Linked DNA regions of Danio rerio: region 1 is linked to region 2. A link is a contact called in public HiCAR-type data. All regions are on one chromosome and are shown on one strand. Each heading gives the region's core, a stretch centred on a gene start, on an enhancer-like site or on the middle of the called end of the contact. The rest is flanking DNA. Distances are from core to core; before and after follow the strand shown.

The links. HiCAR-type assays count read pairs that join an accessible place to other places.
Region 1: a HiCAR-type map of caudal fin shows a contact between it and region 2, with 4 times the contacts expected there. The contact joins the promoter of prr7 here to the promoter of grk6 in region 2. A contact is called at or near these places in 1 of 18 Hi-C or Micro-C datasets (an unstated tissue) and 1 of 4 datasets of contacts at active chromatin or transcription factors (caudal fin).

What each region holds. Positions count from the first base shown.
Region 1 is chr21:40,432,863-40,438,198 of GRCz12tu, reverse strand. prr7 (proline rich 7 (synaptic)) reads right to left here and starts at 3,113. Exons shown (of 3, transcript XM_005173879.6): 1 at 2,784-3,113.
Region 2 is chr21:40,293,680-40,298,868 of GRCz12tu, reverse strand. It overlaps grk6 (G protein-coupled receptor kinase 6), which reads right to left and starts at 1,646. Exons shown (of 16, transcript XM_684691.10): 1 at 1,479-1,646. The coding sequence starts at 1,530.

The DNA.
Region 1 (5,336 bases), core at 1,864-4,363, 140 kb before region 2:
AGTGATTCAGAATAGAAGAATTGTCAGAGAACTCTATTAACCCTCCTGCTGATGTACAGGTCAAAAATGACCATTTTAACAGCAGAACAACAACTCTAAACCATGTTTTGTTAATCTTTTTTTCTTTAAAAAGACCCCAACATTACAAAAAAAAAAAGTATAATTTTATGTTTTCATGAAGGCTATACAGATTTATGGTATAACATAGGGCTAAACAATATATTGCTTGAGCATTGACATCACAATGTGTGTATCTGCAATAGTTATATCACAGGATTAGGTTGTTTATTAAAGATTTAAAGATAAAGATATTATTAAACCTATTTTTTATAATAGCAATAATGACAATAATACATTTTATTGTTAATTTCTCTACTTAAATACTGTTTGACACCCCAGAAAACCGTAAAGCACTGTTTATTTAACTTTTCTTTTGGCTCTGTTGTATTTACATGCTTCAAATTTATTATAGTTTATGCAGATGCATTGCATAGAAGACTTGAACATCCCAGTCCATCTAAAAGGGTGAAATCTTTACAAAAAGAGCTGTTAAATCATCTGATAAAAATATATTGATATCACTATATATATCGCAACAAAACAAAATATCGTAATGTCATATTTTCCATGCAACCCTAGTACAACAGTCAGGGTTCATACACACATTTTTACTACTAATATTCCATGACTTTTCTAGAACTTTCAAGTACATTTTCATGACGTAATGTTTCATGCAATGTCTACATATACAGGGTAAATAATAAGAAAAACAAAGACGTTCAAATTTATAACAGCATATCATAGAACACGCAACAATCTATTTTGCCTAAATTTGTTTTTATATCTATGTAAAATTGATTTTGATCATGCTTACACTCCACTGATATGCACAATATATCGTTTCATCATCGATATCGCAATGTGTGCATCCGCAATAATCACAACGCAGGATATGCTATGTTGGGATTATTGTTTAATATAGGGTTTAATCATAATGGAATAAAAGTTTATCATCTGTATGCATTTTTAAAGAGATAGTTCACCCAAAAATGACTTGCCATTTTCATTACACCCTTTACTTGTTTCAAACATTTCTGAGTTTTTTTTTTTTTTTATTGAACACAAACATAATATAATTTAATAACTCCTATAGTATTGAAAGAAGTCAAGTGTGAGTAAATAGTAAGTGCGTTTTAATCTTTGAGTGAACTGTCCCTTTAAGTCCTGTGATTGTGTTGCATTTCCATATTTCACATTTTAAAACATCTGTTTTTTATAACTTTAATAAAGATTAAATAGTATACTTGAAGACTATGTAGTGTTGCTTATTCAATATCTGTACCTGAATAGTGAATACCTGAAAACTATAATTCACTTATATCTTTAATATATTTTATTTATCTATGCTAGCAATTTATTTATTAAATATTATTCGAGATTCACTCCTCTACAATATCCCCAAAATCAATCCAAATAAACCTGTTAAATCACCTGGTGAAAAAGTTCACATCGCAATATAAATCACAGAAATACAAAACACCATGATGTCAGATTTTTCCAATATCGCGCAGCTCTAATTCAAGTATACAGATATTTGTTAAACTAGTTTTCATGACTTTTCCAAACCTTTGTGGGATTTTCTGGTTTTCGAAAACCTTTCAGGCTTGGAAAATGCCATGTCAAAATTCCATGACTTTTCCATGTTTTCTATGACCATATGAACCCTGAACAGTTGTCCTAAAGGTCAATCAATAAAACAATGTTTTACACCATAACAACTACTGGCACACACATGCCCACTACAAAACACACTGACCCCAAACATACACAATAAGAATCCTCTGCTTTAGCTGTTGTGAATACTGTCCTTGCTAAAGACTTTTACACTTATGCAGGTGCCTTTAGCACCTTTAGAAAATATACCCTACACTTCATTGAAAACTAATGCTGTCCTCTGACTAAACATTGACCAAAACTCCACACTGATGATAAGGAAAAACCTAGATATTTAATTTGTGATGAAGATGAGGTTGATTCTTTATGCAAAATAGATTTAAAGATTGAAATTAAATTGATTTGCTTTAGAGGTTTAGTGAGGGCGGGTAATTTTGACCCAACGGTCAAACGGTGTATACAAAATTCTAAGACAACATGAGGGCTAAACACAAGCTCTATGAATGAGGAGAAGGATGTCATCACCTGTTACTTTACTGAGGAAAAAATGTGACTCTGCCTAACCTCAGTGATGCCCCCTATTAACAACACAATGTCATTGATGCAATGCATTGCATAATACTATGTTTGATATGAAAACCACATGCTAATTCTGTATACTGAAATGTTTTTTTTTATCTTAAAAAATTTTCAATAAATAATCAAGATAAAATACAACAGTTTTTATAAAGCAAAAGAGGAATGTGCTTTTTTTCTGTAATCAGCCTACAGAATTGTTTATTCCCAATGCTTGGAAACCAAACATCATCGCTTTAAATAAGTAAACAATATGATTCTAGTATAAATAATCGACGTTTATTGTAGCAGTGATGATGTGCAGTCTTGCAGGTGGGTGATGCTTGTGAAAAAATGTGCGCAATAGGCAGTGACAGACAAAAAACACACATTTTCTGTATATTACGAAGAGCATACACAACAACAACATTCAAGGGCATAAAAATAATTACTGTGCTTTTATTAAACGTATCCTATACTCTCATTATCACAATACCTATTACAGCTTACATCCAAACAGAAACACATACATATTCCTTTAGGCTCGTACTTACATGTCAAGCGTCTTCCAGTCACGATGAGTTCATTTTCAGACGCGTGACACCATTTCAATAGACGGGACGTGACTCCGTCCAAATAAAGTTGCCGTAGTTGTCAGTGGCACATGATGGTATAAGCAGACTCTAAATGAGTGTGTTCTTGAGTGTCTTGACTAATGTTTACCTGGATGAACAGAAAGCGTTTGGTGTTCCGCGTAATTCCTCGAGGGTCGTGATGCGCGCGATGGTTAATGGACACCTGTAATTGACGCGCGCGCGTCATGAAACACCCACACTGGCGCTCCGCGCGCGATGAGCTGCTGCTTCACGAGGACTCTGTGTATCAAATTGTGGATAACGGCTTTCCAAACAAACTGACATGATCGCTCCTCCTTTTTAACTGTTTGTAGAACAAAGCATTTGAAGTGGCACGGTTGTGTCAGAATACGCTTGTTGGTTGTGTTTGTTTATGGTCAAGTTTATGATGCGGTTGTGAGTGTTTGGTTAAGTGATGCCTATGAACTTTACATCAACTATCTTCTCGGGTTGTTTCAACTTCTCACTGTGACTTCTAAAGGTGCTCTCAAATATATGTACACATACTGTAAAATGGTGATTTACTTAAAAATGTAGGAAAATAACAATAAAGATATAACATTTTAAATAATACAGAACATGCTAAAATATAGGAAGAATGGAACAGTATTGTACTATACTGTACATATGATGTTAAAAAACTGTTAAATTAATAAATAACCATGCAACCAGCTAACAATATGAAATTTACATAGTTAATCATATATTTAGAGTAAACACATACAAAAGACTGTGTACATCCTAAAAAGATAAATAAATAAAAAATTATATGTATATATATATATATATATATATATATATATATATATATATATATATATATATATATATATATATATATATATATATATATATATATTGTTAGGTACACCTTACTAGTACTGGGTTGGACCCCCTTTTCCCTCAGAACTGCCCTAATCCTTTGTGGCATAGATTCAACATGAGACTGGAAATATTCTTTAGAGATTTTAGTCCATATTGACATGATAGCATCAAGCAGCTGCTGCAGACCAAGATGTAAATCTCCCATTTCACCACATCCCAAAGGTGCACTATAGGATTAAGATCTGGTGATTGTGGACATTTGAGTACGTGTGTGGTTTTGCGGCAAGTGTGGTGTTGACACAATGCTCAATTGGTACTAATGGGCCTAAAGTGTGCCAAGAAAATATCCCCCACACCATTACACCACCACTACCAGCTTGAACTATTCATCCAAGGCAGTATGGATCCATGCATTGTTGACACTAAATTCTTACCCTACCATCCGAATGTCGCAGCTAAAATCGAGACTCATCAGACCCCTCAATGTTTGTCCAATCTTCTATTGTCCAATTTTGGTGAGCCTGTGTGAATTGTAGCCTCAGTTTCCTGTTCTTAGCTGACAGGAGTGGGCGAGTGGCACCCAGTGTGGTCTTCTGCTGCTGTAGCCCATCCGCCTCAAGGTTGGACGTGTTGTGCGTTTCGAGATGCTCTTCTGCATACCATGGTTGTAACGAGTTGTTATTTGAGTTACTGTTGCTTTTCTATCTCCTGGAACCAGTTTGGCCATTCTCCTCTGACCTCAGGCATCAACAAGGCATTTGCGCCCACAGAACTATTATCTTGTTTTCAGTCCATTCTCTGTAACACCTAAAGTTGGTTGTGCATGAAAATCTCAGTAGATTAGCAGTTTCTGAAACACTCTGACCAGCAAATCTGGCACCAACAACCATATATATATATATATATATATATATATATATATATATATATATATATATATATATATATATATATATATATATATATATATATATATACATATATAGTTTTTGGTAAAATATCTTGGGTATCTTGGAAAGCGAAAAAAAATATTGTTCTTTAATTTACATATTGGTTATAAAAATAGTCTTTACACTCTCCATTAAGCCACTAAGATTAAAGGTTGTGATGATATTCAAATGGATATAATATTTTTTACTTGTGGAACCTGACTAAAATATTTGAGGAAGCATGTTTAAATATCACTTTGCATTACTACTTATTGTATAGTGTAAAATGCTCGAGAACAAGAAAAACTGTAGCAGAAAACATATTGAACTATACATGTATACTGTTTAATGGAATGCACATGAAGAGCTAAAGTATTCTGCATATAATAGACCTTCTCCTGTGGAATGTACTGTATTTATTAGTGGTTTTACCTACAGTATAGTGTAGATTACTCAGGTTAGCAGAATGGAACTGAAGTTGTTCCATCTCTTTTAATCTGAGCTAGTGTTGGTCATAAGGGAAAAGAGCATTGCTATGACAACTTGCATGAGCTCGACACCAGCTTCAGTGTGTGGACAGGAAACTCATTGCCTGTATTTGAGATTGCCATATTGCCTGCCATTATTGCTATGCGCTGCTTCATCGTCACAGTGTGGCTGTGGGCTTCCACACTTCATCATGGATTAGTCACACACACACACACACAAACACACACAC
Region 2 (5,189 bases), core at 397-2,896:
CCTGTGATTCCTGTCCAATCAAATTGCACATAGAAAGTAAATCGCATCATACAGAACTACCAAAGACCAAAATGACCTTAAGCATCCAGCAGAAACAAAACGTCAAATTGACATTGTACCCTCAACGTCGTAGTGACGTTGCATCTTGTTTGGAACTGAAAATCGAGTTGACATCAAAACCCAACGTCAGGCCGATGTCAATGTCCAACAACCAAGCTAAAATCAACCAAATATTAATGTTACATTACAGCTTGACGTTGGGTGGACGTAACTACAATGACATTTATCAGACGTTGGGTTTTGGTTGCCATACCTGACAAATAAATGTCAGTATTTGATGTCAATATAATGTTGGTTTAAAATGTTGGCTCCACATTATATTTTAGCCACCAACACAACCTAATATTAACCAAACATCAACCTCATTTGATGTCTATATTGAAAATCAAAATAACTTTGTCCTTAGATGCTGGCTAGCTATTGAATTATGGTCCCCTAACATCATGACCTAACTTAATATTAACATCTTACGATGTTGAGTGCCTGCTGAGCAATAACTTGATGCACTACAGAATGTTACGTTTACACACATCCACAAATTGCATGTAAACGCATCAGTGCAATACTCGCTACTCACTTTTAACATTTAAAATGGCTGTTTTACTCATACGCCGAGTAATATTTACAACAGATACTTTTACTCTACTTGAACTACATTTTAGGCAAGTAATGGTACTTTTACTTGAGTATGATTTTCAGTACTCTTTCTCTCACTGCTGACCAGTATACTGTATAAATGTAGCTGCCCAGGTGTGCAGAACAAGAATGCTCGAACACAGACTAGAGGGAAAAAAGCAGCAGGATTCCCTCATGTTTGAGGAAAACACCTGCAGAATACAACGACAATTAAAACAAACTGCCTTCAAAACAACATTTTGAAACATGATGTTACGCGCCCGGCCACATACGCAGGTAGTTCACTATTTAAGCAACACTGTCAAAACCATAGGGTCGGTTAATTCAAACGGTTGAGTTAATTCAAGCGCTTATCTCGAGCACACAGACACTAACGACTGTTGTCAATACATAACACTACAGACAGCAGTGTTTATCGCTTCTCCTTTACACACAAAACCTGTCCGTTCACAGAAACGTCGTAGAATCCAAGCAGGGTTTTGACAGAAACGGATTTGTTTATTCTCTTTTCTTTTACGTCTGACAGGTCTTGCTCAAGGTTAGGAACACAACAGAACAGACGGCGATAAACACACCGTGATCAATGTGTAACACTCAGTTTGATCCGGTGTTTCGTAAATAATTAAGAAACACAAAGCGAGCATTTATTTCATTGCATTGCTCTTGTCTTTTTGGCCTAACTTCCTTTGGGGGAATCCCCACCGTTTTGAGACGCAAAGCACGGCGATTGAGGATCGCAGCTGTCAAAAGTGACAACAATCCGGCGGGCTGTCATGTCTTACCTTCTCTCGCCTTCAACAGAACAGTGTTGGCCACGATATTCTCGAGCTCCATGTTTCCTGGGTTGCAGGCAGGCACCGCAGGCCCAACCTCGTCGCCGGGTTGGCAGTGTATGTGTGTGTGTGTATGTGTCCTCCCCCGCTCCCCCCCACGGCGGAATATTATTAACCCTGAATGACTCTCCTCTCTGCCGTTTTGCTCCTCCGATTCCCCGCCCAGAAGCTTCGGGTTTACGTCGATGGCAGAGCCTACTATGGTAAAGCCTGCGCTTATGAATATTAATGAGACATGCTGACGTTGCTTGGTAACCAGCCCAGAGCGTCTCGCTTGAACGGTCTATAACGGTCCAGTCGTGGCTCATGAATATTTATAAAGCAAGTCTGACGTGTGCGAAGGGCTTCTCATTAATATGTATACTTATACATATTCCCTTCTCCTTTTAAACCAATTTCAGTTGGCTTTTTAAATACTAATTTGTTTTCATATGAATTTAATATTAATTTATTTTATTTTTTGGAAACACTTTGTAAATGTTATTAATTTTGGTTCCGATTTAAATGCTTATTATTAATTTGTCAAATAGTCATCAAATAGTTGTCAATAAAATAGTTTGTAATTTCTCATTGAGTCTGTGCATTTACATGTGTTAATGTGTGTAAATGTATATTTATTCCGTTTTTAACTTGATTTCACTAATATTATTGTGATACAAAAGTTGTAATATTATTCATATGATTTATATACAATACCATTTGAAAAGTAATATTTTCTGTCTTTTAGTAGATAAATTATATGAGAGACTTGCTTTGTTTACCAATGGACCAGTGGATCTAATTGGATTTGCATTGTAAACATTAAATAAACTTCAAGAAAGTATTATTTTTTATTTCATATATTAAGTTGTCAGTTATGATACTATGATACTTTTTTACAAAATTTTCCATAAAAATAGCAAAAAAAATGTTTGCAGATTCTGTCTGGCCCTAGTTGTAGGTATAGATTGTGGGGTTCAAGTGAAGTGTGCTGCTTGTTTGTTTGTTTGTTTGTTTGTTTGTTTGTTTGTTTGTTTAGCTGTACTGTATGTTTGTTATGATGTGTTGTAATTTGCTTGATTTGTGTATCTCTTAGGGACCCCCTCGAAAATAAGATGGTTCACCTCAAGGGGATCTCCCATTTAATACAATTCTAATTCAAATTTAAATATGAAAGCAAATAAACAGTTCGTCATTAGCTATGTGTTAATGTTGATAAGCACAAATTAAAAAAAAAAACTGCCTTCGAATTAAGTTTGTTTGTGTGTGTCTGTACATAGCAAGTTGCAAACCACAACACCTTGGCAGATCCTAATATCCTGATAAACTAAACTCTAATAATAACAATAATGAGAATTATTGAAATGTTTTCATTTATATATATATATATATATATATATATATATATATATATATATATATATATATATATATATATATATATATATATATAATGACAACATTAAAATAAAAAAACAGTTACAGTTGAAGACAGATTTATTAGCCCCCTGAATTATTTGCCTCTCTGTTAAAGGAGAGAAGATTTTTTTTATCACATTTCTAACCATAATAGTTTTAATAACTCAGTTCTAATAACTGATTTATTTTATAATTAATAATATTTAGGATGATTTTATACAGCTTAAAGTGACATTTAAAGGCTTAACTGGGTTAATTTAGTTAAGGCAGGTTAGGGTAATTAGGCAAGTTATTGTATAACAATTTGTTCTGTTAAATTTTTTTAAACTGCTTTTTTTCATGTAGAAATAAAACAAATAAGACTTTCTCTTGAAGAAAAAATATTATCAGGCATACTGTGAAAATGTCCTTGCTCTGTTAAACATTATTTGGGAAATATTTAAAAAATAAAATAAAAATCAATGGGGGGCTAATAATTCTGACTTCAAATGGATTTGCGCGTTAATGTCACGTGATGTCACTCCATCCTTCGCCATAGTAGTTTCGTAATTTCCTACTTCAGTTTGTCACCGGTCACAACGATGTAGATGAATTGTACATGGAAGATTGCACGTGTTATATAAAGATACTGTGTATCAACATTCCCCATGGGATGTTTAATGTATGCTGTATTACATTTAAAAATGTAGAACGGACCGCGGTTTACTGAGGGGTATGTCAAGTCTTTCCTTTGATAATAAAATAATCGGACTAACGTTTTTAAAAAGACATATGGCGTGCCACAGACCACGTGCACTTTTACATTTACTCACATAATCTATTAAAGACCAAGTGCACACGAAATGGAACTGCAAATAACTGTGTGTTTTCCAAAAATTGTTTTATATCTCCATCTAGAGGTAACACTTATACCCAGTAAATCAGAACCAACCTTATATACAAACATTTTAACAGCAGCAGCAATAATAATAATATTACTAATAATAACAATTAAATAACATCCTTTTTTTCTGGCAGGCCAGACTTTGAATATATTTTTGAAAGTTAAGTCATAACTGCTGCCTCTTTACTACACTGAATGTAACTGTTTAATGTGAAAGTTTAATGTAAATGTCTTAACAATTTGTGTTCTTAGTCCTACAACGTGTGTGTAATAAATAAAAGTAAATAATTAAGTAAATAAATAAAAAATAATATTAAATACTATTGTTATTATTATTATTAATATTATTATTAGTATTACTGTTATTATTACTGTTATTATTATTATCATTATTATTATTATTATTATTATCATCAACATTATTATTATTATAGTTTAGTTTATCAGGATAGTGGGATCAGTCTGGTTTGTAACTTATATATACAGACCCACACAAACAAACAAACAAACCTAATTTAAAGGCTTTTTTTAAATTCTCACTTATCAACATAAACACATTGGGAACTAATGACAAATTGTTTATTTGTACTCTGCTTTCATATTCACAATATAAATATTAATAAGCCCTACACACACGTCAGAGTTACTTTATAAATATTCATGAGCTACCACCAGACTGATATAGACAGTTCAAGCAAGACGCTCTAGGGTGGACACCAAGCAAAACAGTTACAATAATAATAATAATAACAACAATAATAATAATAATAATAATAATTATTATTATTATTATTATTATTATTATTATTATTATTAAATATTTTTATTATTATTATTATTGTTGTTGTTGTTGTTGTTGTTGTTGTTGTTGTTGTTGTTGTTGTTGTTAAAAACATTTATTTTTTCTGGTAGGCCAGACTTTGAATATATTTTTTAAAGTTATATCATGACTGCTGCCTCGGTACTACACTGAATGTAACTGTTTAATGTAAAAGTTTATTGTAAAAGTCTTGACAACTAATATTCTATTCGCCTGCAATGTGTGTGTGTGTAATAAATAAAAGTAAATAATTAAGCAAATTAAAAAACATAAATTTAACACTAATATTATTGTTATTATTATAGTCATTATTAATAATATTATTATTACTAATATTATTATTGTTTAGTTTTTCAGAATAGTGTGAACAGCATAGGTTTTGGTTTGCAACTTGATATGTACAGACACACAAACAAACAAACAAACAAACCTAATTCAAAGGCTTTTTTTTATTCTCACTTATCAACATAAACACATTGGGAACTAATGACAAACTGTTTATTTGTACTTTGCTTTCATATTCACAATATAACGATTAATAAGCCCTACACACGTCAGT